4 separate regions of the Mus musculus genome follow, and all the other regions are linked to region 1. A link is a contact called in public Hi-C and HiChIP or PLAC-seq data. All regions are on one chromosome and are shown on one strand. The core of a region is the stretch at or near the end of the contact, and the rest is flanking DNA. Distances in the headings are between cores, read along the strand shown. Region 1 has its middle 82 kb from the start of Gm38709. Region 2 overlaps Gm12695 (predicted gene 12695). Region 3 has its middle 20 kb from the start of Gm34053. Region 4 holds the start of Patj (PATJ, crumbs cell polarity complex component).

Evidence for each region. Hi-C and Micro-C count contacts between places; a contact is called where the count stands out from the background. HiChIP or PLAC-seq counts read pairs in DNA pulled down with a chosen protein or histone mark.
Region 2: a contact with region 1 is called in a Hi-C map of uterus, with 2.9 times the contacts expected there. The contact joins two enhancer-like sites. A contact is called at or near these places in 3 of 484 Hi-C or Micro-C datasets (all in uterus) and 2 of 115 datasets of contacts at active chromatin or transcription factors (fibro-adipogenic progenitors and stem cell-derived neural progenitor cells).
Region 3: a Hi-C map of uterus shows a contact between it and region 1, with 4 times the contacts expected there. The contact joins two enhancer-like sites. A contact is called at or near these places in 2 of 39 promoter capture datasets (liver and maxillary cranial neural crest) and 2 of 484 Hi-C or Micro-C datasets (both in uterus).
Region 4: an H3K4me3 HiChIP or PLAC-seq map of embryonic forebrain shows a contact between it and region 1, with 4 times the contacts expected there. The contact joins the promoter of Patj here to the enhancer-like site in region 1. A contact is called at or near these places in 7 of 39 promoter capture datasets (the C10 cell line, cranial neural crest, hematopoietic stem and progenitor cells and 4 more), 10 of 115 datasets of contacts at active chromatin or transcription factors (astrocytes, bone marrow-derived dendritic cells, bone marrow-derived macrophages and 7 more) and 1 of 9 other capture datasets (adipose tissue).

The regions. Positions count from the first base shown.
Region 1 is chr4:97,694,563-97,697,102 of GRCm38.p6, forward strand. It overlaps a transcript of Nfia not described here. Among named protein-coding and RNA genes, the nearest start is that of Gm38709, 82 kb to the right of the region's middle. Within about 2 kb of position 1,264, at least 36 of the 459 cell types and tissues checked have an H3K27ac peak or open chromatin away from gene starts, as enhancers often do. A contact at or near this core is called in adipose tissue, fibro-adipogenic progenitors and uterus, where this site is marked.
Region 2 is chr4:96,724,566-96,727,105 of GRCm38.p6, forward strand. All of the region lies in intron 11 of Gm12695 (predicted gene 12695), which reads right to left. Among named protein-coding and RNA genes, the nearest start is that of Gm12695, 61 kb to the right of the region's middle. Within about 2 kb of position 1,281, at least 31 of the 459 cell types and tissues checked have an H3K27ac peak or open chromatin away from gene starts, as enhancers often do. A contact at or near this core is called in fibro-adipogenic progenitors and uterus, where this site is marked.
Region 3 is chr4:96,805,683-96,808,222 of GRCm38.p6, forward strand. No RefSeq gene overlaps it. Among named protein-coding and RNA genes, the nearest start is that of Gm34053, 20 kb to the left of the region's middle. Within about 2 kb of position 1,274, at least 3 of the 459 cell types and tissues checked have an H3K27ac peak or open chromatin away from gene starts, as enhancers often do. A contact at or near this core is called in uterus, where this site is marked.
Region 4 is chr4:98,394,546-98,397,085 of GRCm38.p6, forward strand. It overlaps Patj (PATJ, crumbs cell polarity complex component), which reads left to right and starts at 1,281. Exons shown (of 44, transcript NM_172696.2): 1 at 1,281-1,379.

The sequences.
Region 1 (2,540 bases), core at 14-2,513:
GTTTCTGTGTATAATTGGTCCCATTGTTTTTGTCTATAGAAGTACAGCACAGCACATTGGGAGCTGCCCACCTCATGGTAAAGAAGTAAAGATATAGAAGGGGATGATGTACCCCATTTAAAGGGACATTTCCAGTGCCCTATGGATCTCCCCATAAACTCAACCTCTTAAAGTTACACTGCCTCAAAGCAGTGCCACACTGGAGGAACAAGTTCAGTGCCACACTGGAGGAACAAGTTCAGTGCCACACTGGAGGAACAAGTTCAGTGCCACACTGGAGGAACAAGTTCAGTGCCACACTGGAGGAACAAGTCTTTAATACATGGACCACTGAGGGGCATTTAATGTGCAGGCTCTTAACACTGCTTTCTCTCACTATAGTCAGCTTTACTTTAGAAATATACCGCAGTGATAACTCAAGAGAAACCCATAGTTATCCCTGCTGTGCAATGCAAGTGTGTGCCCACATTGGGCCGTTTTAAAATTGTAGAGAGAAGGCCAACGAGACTTGAGGAAACTGTTCAGATTGGAATAAACACATTCCCAAGGCAGCATTCAAATAGTTGGTGCAAGTAAAATATACTTCCTGAGACGTTACAGTGCTTGTTGGGTGGGCTCATAAACAACAGTGAGACCTCTTCCGGTGACCAGGGCATTCTGAATATACCAATAGAAAATGGAAATAGAGCCCTGGCATAATAAGGCTCCAGTTTCCATGGCTGTCATTGATCTTGAATGTCTACCTCTAAACACAATGACTTAACTTGGTTTGGTTTCTCTTGCTACAAAGCCAGTCTCATCAATACCCAAGCCCAGACCCAAGCCAGCTCTCTGAGTAGAACTCAACTCTGGCCTTTCTGGAGAGAGACATTCCAGTCCCTGAAGTCCTTAGCATTTTACAGACTTCTTTAAAGGACCAAGTACAGTGTCTGGTACAATAAATCTGTGTTGACTTCTAAGCCAAGGCTGCCTGTGCTGAGGGAAGTCATGTTTTCACATTTATTAGACTTTCTTATTTTATGATTCACTTCATGGGACCCATGCCAGCAGCCCTGATGCTTTAGGAAGTGGACTGATGACTCAGGGACACAGTGTTAGATGTCCCCAACGGAGAGCTACAAGTGCCTCCTGGATGTCTCAGGCAGCCTAGAAGCTGCATGCTCAGGTTTGGCCAATGCTTTCTCTGCATTGTCTCTGCCTATTGTGTGCATGTGAGGAACGGCTGTTAGCATGTGCTCTGTGCTCCCTGGAAGAGCGGGACCAAACCTCACCACTAAAATGGGAAAGTTTCCATGATTTCATTCTCTCACCCACAGTGATCTCCGGTTTGCACGCTCGGATGAGGGGAGAGGTCTGCTTTCAATTAGATTTACTCAAAGGGGGAAAAAAGTGTTTTTAAATGGTGTGTAAAAATAATTCAATAAAGGCCTCAGAGGTGTGAGCTGTTGTCATACTCCTGTTTGGAAAACGTCACTCAGAAGGCACCCAGAGGCAACAGAGGGATGTGACACCTTAAAAAATTAATTTGTGAACCAAACCTTTGAGATTACTTGTCCTTTGTGCCAAGCTTCCAGTGTCCTCACTGGGGAAACCCGAGGCTCGGGACTGTTAGCCAGGCTCGGTCATGTTACCTGGTTTGGTACTACAGAAATTACACTTTTTTATACTTTCCCTTTAATTCTAAATGTCACCAAGAAGGTTAGCCCCTAACACAAAAGATACTCTATGGCCTTACTACAGACAGTTACCTACTCATAAATCTTGGTCAGACAGTAATGGGGGTATGAGAAATGATTGAATTCAGTCCAGTATCACAGTGTTAGATCGAGGGGAGACCTGGAGAAGGTGAAGCTGGGGAGTCTCAGAGGAGACAGGAGGTCCGCCCACCCCACCCCACCCCCTTGTGCTGAGAACCCTCATCTTTTTGAATGACATTTTAGATGCGTATGAGTGACGTCATTCAGGATGGTAATAGTTCAGTGAACACTCGGATCCCAAGCTCAGTAGGAAAGAAGAACTGAAAATGAGATGGAGGGACTGGGTTATGCTGTATCCCAGCTCAGTCAATCACTCCACTGTACGATCCCAGTGTCGGGATCAGGGCTGCCAGTATTTCGTACAAAACAACTGAAGGTCCTTGGGAGGGAAGCCACTAAATTGTTATAAAAGTCATTGAAAGTGGGTTAGTGAGATGGCTCAGCCAGCTGAAGTGCTTGCCGCCAAGTCTGACAACCTGGGTTCCATCTCTAGAAAACATGTGGTACATGGAGAGAAGTCACTCCCACACGTTTTTTTGGGGGGGCGGGGGATAAATCTAATTGAAAGCAGGTCTCTCTCCACATCTGAGCTTGTAAGAAAGTTGTACTCTGACATACACACACATACACATACCACATTCACAGCCACCCCTCCCACACACGTGCATAATAAATAAGTGTAACATTAAGTCATAAAAAGAGACACTATGGTTAAGGGAGTTAACATTGTTCCATTAAACAGTGATCACTTTGAACAAATCATTCTGACTGGGCCTTCCACTT
Region 2 (2,540 bases), core at 31-2,530, 970 kb before region 1:
TTCTACATGGAGGTTAGGTGTTAAAATAGCTGGAGGGAGAACTATAAGTGTAGATTGCAGCATCACTAATGATCACTAACTGCTTTATAAGCCTGAAATTTGAGCTTAGACATGTTAGATGCTGTACTTGGGAACACAGAGGAACAATCTCTTGCCTATAGAAGTTCTCCAACCCATGGAGAAGTTAAGTTATGCAAAAGATTAACTGAAATGAAACAATCTTTACAATAACAACTATTTACCTACAAATATAGCCTATGCCTCACACTCCATCCCAAGCATTGTACAATATTCATTTGCTTCTTATCATTACCCACTTCACATAGGGAGAAACTGAGTTCTAGAGTGGTTCAATCACTTGCTTAAATTATTTAAATTAAATAGTTAACTATAAAGTTAACTACTATATCATATTATAAAATGAGGGTAAGAGTTTAAATGTGAGTCATAGAGTCTGCTAATTTCGTTCTTTGAACTGTGAAGATCTATGTCATAAACAGCCAAAAGAGTGTCCCGACATTTTTAAAAGATGTAATTTACATCCCACGTGTCCTTATTATTTAACTTCCACCTAGACACATCCTAGGATCTCGTTGGAAGAGTCACAGTTAGGAATTATCCAGATCATGTTGGCCCTTAGGCCTTTCTTTGGAGATTGTCTGGATTGTTAATTGATTTAGGAAGATGCAGGTCATTGTGAGAGGCACTGTTCTTCAGAAGGTCATTCTGAACAGCTTTAATAGTATGAAAACCTAACTGATAAGACTCTGGAGTAGAATCAATATCTTCTGATCTAAAGTAAGCAAAACCTCATTCTCCTTCTAGTAGCAGATATAGTGAGAAGTCTGGGAGATCTAGGTTTGAATCATGGATCTAATTCCTGCGAACCTCATCATTTTGAGTTTGAGTTCTTCCTCTGCAAAGAAGGGTACTAAGCCGTCAGTCTTGCCAATGTGCAAATTTAGAAATGAAAAGAATACAATGTTTAAGCCCGTGTCTTTTAAGGCATTCTGCCTCTTTGGACTTTATATTTTCTGTTTAGACTTTGGCTCTTTGGGTGAATTCTTGGTATATCATTTACTCAGCCATTTGTTTCAGACACTTTCTTTCTTTAGAATACTTGTCATTCCTTGTTCCTTCTCTTTAAGGCTATTTTCTTCACAATCCCCATTAGAGAATAAGCCCAGTAAGTTCCCAGAAACACTGATTTGATGATGGATGGTCTGCTGGAGCCTGGATAGGGAATGCACTGGCCTACTTAGCTCCTTGCACATAATAAAGAACAGTGAGTCATCTGTGGGCAGAGCAGGTGTTGTCAGCTCTACATCTAGAAAAGGCCTTCATGGTCTGTGAAATACTGTGGCTAATGAACAAACAGCGTGACCTTAGCTAATCCTCTTTCCCATTAGACAGTTGTAGATGTTCCCAGATCTGGCTGATATATTCTTTGGCTGTTGAGCAACTAGCAAACTTCATAGAAACGGAGAAAACAGGCATAAACAGTGAAGGGGGCATGAAAAAAAAGGCATCTCAAAGCCATCAGAATCTGTCCCCAAATTCAACAAAAACTACATGTTTTCTCAGACTGTTTTATTCCTATTAGAAAGGTCCAAATCTTTGGGGAGTTTCTTAGCAACTAGGTTTAAGATCCAGGATACATTATGATGACTTAACATGTTATTTAGGAATGGTTTTCCTTTCACTTGGTATATGGAGGCTCAGGGTTACTTCAATAACCTTTTAATCTCTCTTCTTCACCATAGAAATCTTCCCTACATGATTTATCTCAGCTTTCATGATGACCTTCCTGCTTGTACTTATTTTGTGGATTTTGGTAGAGAAGGATGCCTTATGCTAACTCCCAGGATCACAGTTAAGGCTCAACTTCACCATGTGTCTAATGACCAAATGTATACTTCTGTGCCTGTCCTGTTTATCCTTTTCCCTGTCAAGAGTCAGCTCAATTCCTAACATTTGGAGAAGATGGCTTCAACTTAGAATGGCTTGATGAAGCCACCAAAGCATTCTTCATATCATGCTTCAATTCCAGCTCTGTCTCCCAATACAGTCTCTGGTACTTCAGCTCATTACACGCTAAGCCTTCTCTCATGTTTGTTTCGTTTTATATTACAAATTTTAATTGATACATTTTATGTAGTACCATGTGATATTCCAATAAAAATAAACTCTGTATAATTTAATATCATCTCAAATATTTACCATTTCTCTTAATAAAATTATCCAGAATTCATTCTTTCTAGATTTTTTTTAAAGACATGGTCCATTAGAACTCCTTTCTCATATTTAATAGTAACTAAGCACCTTATGTCTTTCCTTTGGACTACTTAATTTTCAATTCTTCCTTCGATCATAAAACTTTATTACGTATCACCTCTTTACCCTTCCTCTGTAATGCTGTTAACTACTGCTATTCTGTGGTTTGCTTAGAAGTCTATCCTTGAGGGTAGAAGCTCAGTCTTTCTGGATTTCTTCCTGGTCTAGCCTCTAACCCAGCTCTGGAGTCATTAATACCGTTTTAG
Region 3 (2,540 bases), core at 24-2,523, 890 kb before region 1:
AATCTCCTCTGTAGTCTTTACTCAAATAAATTTATGATTATGTGTTCTGGGCTTTTAACCTATCACACTGTAATTAGAATATAATTTCCTCTTTGAGCCATTATTTATAACCATCCCTATATAATCTTCATCTACATAAACTAAGATGAGTAGCATGGTTGTTTTCCTATATGTCCAGCCTTTACTACAAGAATCAAAACTACTCAGGTATGATGAGAATGCTGTATAGAAAGAGTTAATCACATACAGATCTAGGATTACCTAAAACTTTAACCAATGTGAATGTAAAACGCATCCAGAGGGAGTGTATGCGTGCTGCTGACATTGCCTTGACCATGACAAGGACCCTAGCCTAATGCCCAGACAGAAATGCCAAAGCCTTCCCTTTTGGTCCAGGTGTGGATGTTGATAATGTGTGAAGAAAATGTACACCATTATTTTCTTCCCCAAAATATTTACAACCTGAAAACTTCTCTCCTGCTGAGACTGCTCGTACTAAGACTAGCTAAATAGCTCTCCTTGATCCAGCTGTTTATCATAAACGCTGCTTCCTTGTTCATCTGTATACCCTAAATCCCGCCTCCTCATTCACCTCTACACAGTAACCCTTATATAATAAACAGCATACTGAACACCTTATATAATAAACATACTGAACACCTTATATAATAAGTATACTGAACACCTTATGTAATAAACATACTGAACACCTTATATAATAAGCATACTGAACAGCTGGGGTGCTGTGGTTTTTCCATCAGAGGGACCAGTGCACCCAACTCCAGGTTTTGTCTTTGTGTTCCTCTGTCTGTCTTTTTTTCTTTCCTCACTGCCCCAATAAACTCCGTTCCTGGGTTTGTGCTAGATGTAGTAAAGATATCTTAACAGGCATTCTTCAATATGTACAGGCCATAAAGCATCCAGAGTCTATGCAAAATAAGATGTTGCTATGCAAGCTGGAAATACAAGGGACTAATTCTATTTTTCACTTTCATTAGCAAATATGATTTCTGTCCACTCCTCACTGACATTCATAATTCTGAATTTCTCTATACTTAAACTGCTCCCTCTAAGTTTCAGCTGGTGATTTTCACAGAAATGTGTCTCCTTGAGAAGCACCCTAAAGTGATTGATTAGCTTCCCTTGCAGCATTTGCTAAGCCTGGAGAACATTAGCCATTTCCATTTCTCCCCACCCTCCCAAGTGGAGGTGGGGAGATAAGAATCCTTGCAGTTCAGGGAGGAGGAGAGGACAGATCTATGACGAAGCAGCTGGTACCAAGGCAATTGCAGCCCTTGAGAGCAGCTCACACCATGGGGTCAGGGGAGCAGCATTTTATGTTCTTTTGTAGAATAAACTGAATATTTTTATAAGAAACAAATCCTCCCTCTATGATCCTGTTCCCATTAGTAGGTCAGGGTAAGAGCAAACCAGAGCAGCTTAATTTACTTAGAAGACATTCAGTATAAATACTCTATTCCCTTGTGTAATGTTCTTGTTCTGTTACCCTTAATATGTGCAAGCAAAGATGACTTAAAGTTTTGATATGCCCAGAGACCACTCTTCTTATAACATGGTTCATCTTTTAGGCTTGATGTCAAAAGTCAGAAAGTCAACATCAACACAGCATGTATTTGCACTCCACTAAACTACTCTACAATCTGTAACTGCTAACCCCATAAGTTTGAAAGTTTACCTTAACATTTGTGGGAAGCAGATGGTTTCCATACACTGCCAACCTGTTGTTACCCAAGCATTTTCTAAGAATTGTTTTCCAACCACAGTCATAAGCATAATTAACCTTTCTGAGGATTGAATAAATAAGAAAATGATCTCTACTCTGCAAGAAAGCTAAATATGCTATTCGAGCTTGCTCAGGGCAAGCCCCAGGACAAATGTAAAACCACACACATTGCAATGACTGATCCATGTTTGGTATGGTTTCCCTGGATGCTGTTCTGTCTTCTCCCCCACTCATTATATAATGCCCCGTCTCTTTCTTTTTACGTGCTCCTATGTGCTTGCTTCTCCTGTAATCATTGGCCTGGCTTGGCTCTGTTATATTTGTTCTCAATAGAGTAGAAACCAGGCGAGATATTTTTAGGCTGTAACGGATGATTTTACATGTGCTTCATTTCACTGTCTTTGGATGCCTGTGGGTTTCCTCTTGTATCTCTGACTTGTGTTTTGACTCTTTCTTAGGTTTGGTTTCTGATCTAGTGTCTTGCTGAACTTTGTATCTTTCTCTAATTAACATTCAGCGTTTCTCTGATTTTCTTTTTAAATTTTTTCACTTTGAAGCAAGTATAGTTTAGAGTCTTTAAAAGTCAAAGTGAAAATCCCCATTCCCACCCCAGTGATAGGTAGAGATTCTGTTTTTATCTTTCCGATTTCTACTTCTTGAATAACTATACTAAAACATGCCAATAATAAAGGAGCATTGTTACAATCTATGGAGTTAGGCCATGTTTTTATCAATGTGTGTGTGTGTGTGTGTGTGTGTGTGTGTGTGTGTGTGTGTGTGCGTGTGCATCCTTGCA
Region 4 (2,540 bases), core at 31-2,530, 700 kb after region 1:
CTACCGATTTTAAAATTTTATTCATGTACTGTGTATTTATTTTTGAGACAAGGTACGTCCTGATATCTACTTCAGTAGTCCAGGCTGGCCTGAATTCACTCTGTACCTTAGGCTGATTTTGAACTCACAGCAACTCTCTTGTATGTGGTTTTTTTGTTTTATTTATTTTTTTACATTTGTGTGTGTGAGAGGGCATGGGGGGGGGTGCTGGGGGAATATGGAGCTCAAAGAACAACTTGCTGTAGTAGGTGTGGTTTTTTCACTATATGGCTTCCTGGGATAGAACTTGAACACAGGCGAACAGACTTGGGCAGCACCTTCCTTTACCCACTGAGTCATCTTGTCCAGTCATCATTGATTTTCTACCTTTAATACTGACATCCACAAATGCCATTTTACTTGCTTCTTTTCTATTAGTGTGCCCTTTATTTCTATTCTTAGTGTGTTTTTTTTTTTTTTTTTTTTTTTTTTTTTTGAGACAGGGATTCACAATACTACTTGAAACCCCAGAGCATATAGGGATTAGAGGTGTGCACCACCACCCAGCCATGACCGCTGTTTGCTTTGGCATAAGTTTCCAATAGTATGTTGAACAGGACAGATGAAAATGCATATCTTCTCTTTATTCCTTACATTAGCGGGGAAATTACATACCTTCTTACAAGGCCTAACAAATGTTATTTCCCTGAAATTATCACACAGCCATGAAGTATCAAACGCATAACCAGCAAATGCCCTAGTGTTGCTGTTGCTTGTATTATATTCATCTTTTGAGGATACCATTTTATCTCTCATCCCTGTCAATCACAGTGCCTAATAGCACATTTATTCAGTAAGATATCTGATGATTGATTCTCTTTAGCCTTTGAGTAGCCTATATTAAATAATGTAAATGCTTATCATCAAAATTCTAAATAAGAAAGACACTCATAATTACCCTTAGGATGACTGGGACACAGATTGACATTTACGATCTTTTACATTGAGTCAGCAAATCTGGCAAACAAAAGGGACACAAGAAGGCTGGATCAGAGGGGCCTCGGGCTAGGGGCTAAGTGGACTTGTCGTTTGTTTGGGGTCTCGGTTTTGGGTCAGCGCTGGTGGCCCACAACTCTGTACCTGGACGCAAAGGCCTCCGGCCTCCTCTCCAGGGCTGGTCGCCCCACTCGTCCCCCGGACCCTTCACAGGCGCGCAGACGCCCGGGGGCTCGAGCCCCGTTCGCCCCGCCCCGCCCAGCCTCCGGCGAGGTGGAGAGCGGCCCAGGTGAGGAGGCGGCCGCACTTCCGTCCAGGTGAGGGCAGCAGCTGTACTTCCGCCAGGTGAGGAGGCCGTCCGTGCCCGCAGCCCCGGGGCTCCCACCCCGCCGTCGCCCGATCAGGTAACGCTCGCGGCGCACCGAGCAGGGATCGCGCGGGAGCCGCGTCCCGAGCCCACGGGCAGTGCCCTGGGCAGCTCGCAGGCCTAGCGGCGGCCTGCTACCCACCCAGCCAGCCAGGCGCGGACTTCCAGGCCCGGCTGGCCGGCCTGCGAGCGCAGCGATCGCGCGTGCTCGCGGATCTAGCGGCCCGCGGCCTCCCGCAGCGGGGCGGAGCCTCCCCGCGGTCGGTGGGAGGGAGGGGAGGGAGCAGAGGAACCGACCTGGCCTCGAGTGGGCCTCGCGTCCCTCCGGCCTCTCTCTGCTGAGCTGGGGAGGTGGCTCTTAAGTCTTTGGGAAAGTTAATGGATTCCTGCTGGGAATCAAGTTCTGGAACGCACATCTTTCCCACCTTTCGAATGCCCCACCCCTCCTTGGAATCTTCCCTGGACTGTTGTTCCCTTGTACTTTGCCTCCTGTGGACTCTTTCCACTTCTGCTTCGAATTCCTCTTGAACTTGTTTGTCTCGGCGGTCCAGAGGCCCCACCTTGCTGGGCCTGATTTCTCTAGATTGTCTTTAACCTGCATCTAACCTGTGGTCTCATCGTCGTGTCCGACGATTGTGTCTTCAATGAAGAAGCTTACGGGTATCTAGCATAATCTCAGTTCCTTTGAGACAGCTAGACCACATTCCAGGTCTGCGAGCCTTCCCCTGGCTTCCAATCCACCATTTATTTCTAGGGAGAGGTAGGGAGAGGTGGGATAAAAACTGGAATCTATTTATTTTGCAGAGTTAGAAAATGGGAGGTGAAGTTGTGACCTGCTATTTTAGGGCTCTAACGGCCTTTATAAGGTTTAATGAAATTTTAAGATACTTTGAACGTTAATAAATGCGGATGTGGAAGGATTCATCCTAATTTAGATGCTATTATTGGTGGCATATAGTGGACTTGTCATCAGAATAATGATTTGATTTAAAATTGAGTTGTATGAAGTTGTCACTCGAATTGAACTTCATCTTCATGAACTCTACTTACTGATTATTATTGGCTGGTGGGGAGGGGGATCTAATCTAGCACCACACACATACTGACTAGATGTGTCCCGTCCCTTGGTTCTACCCGCAGCCATTGAGCTTGTATGGAGCTAACATAAATTCATTGTAGGGAAAACAAGGGAATTTTC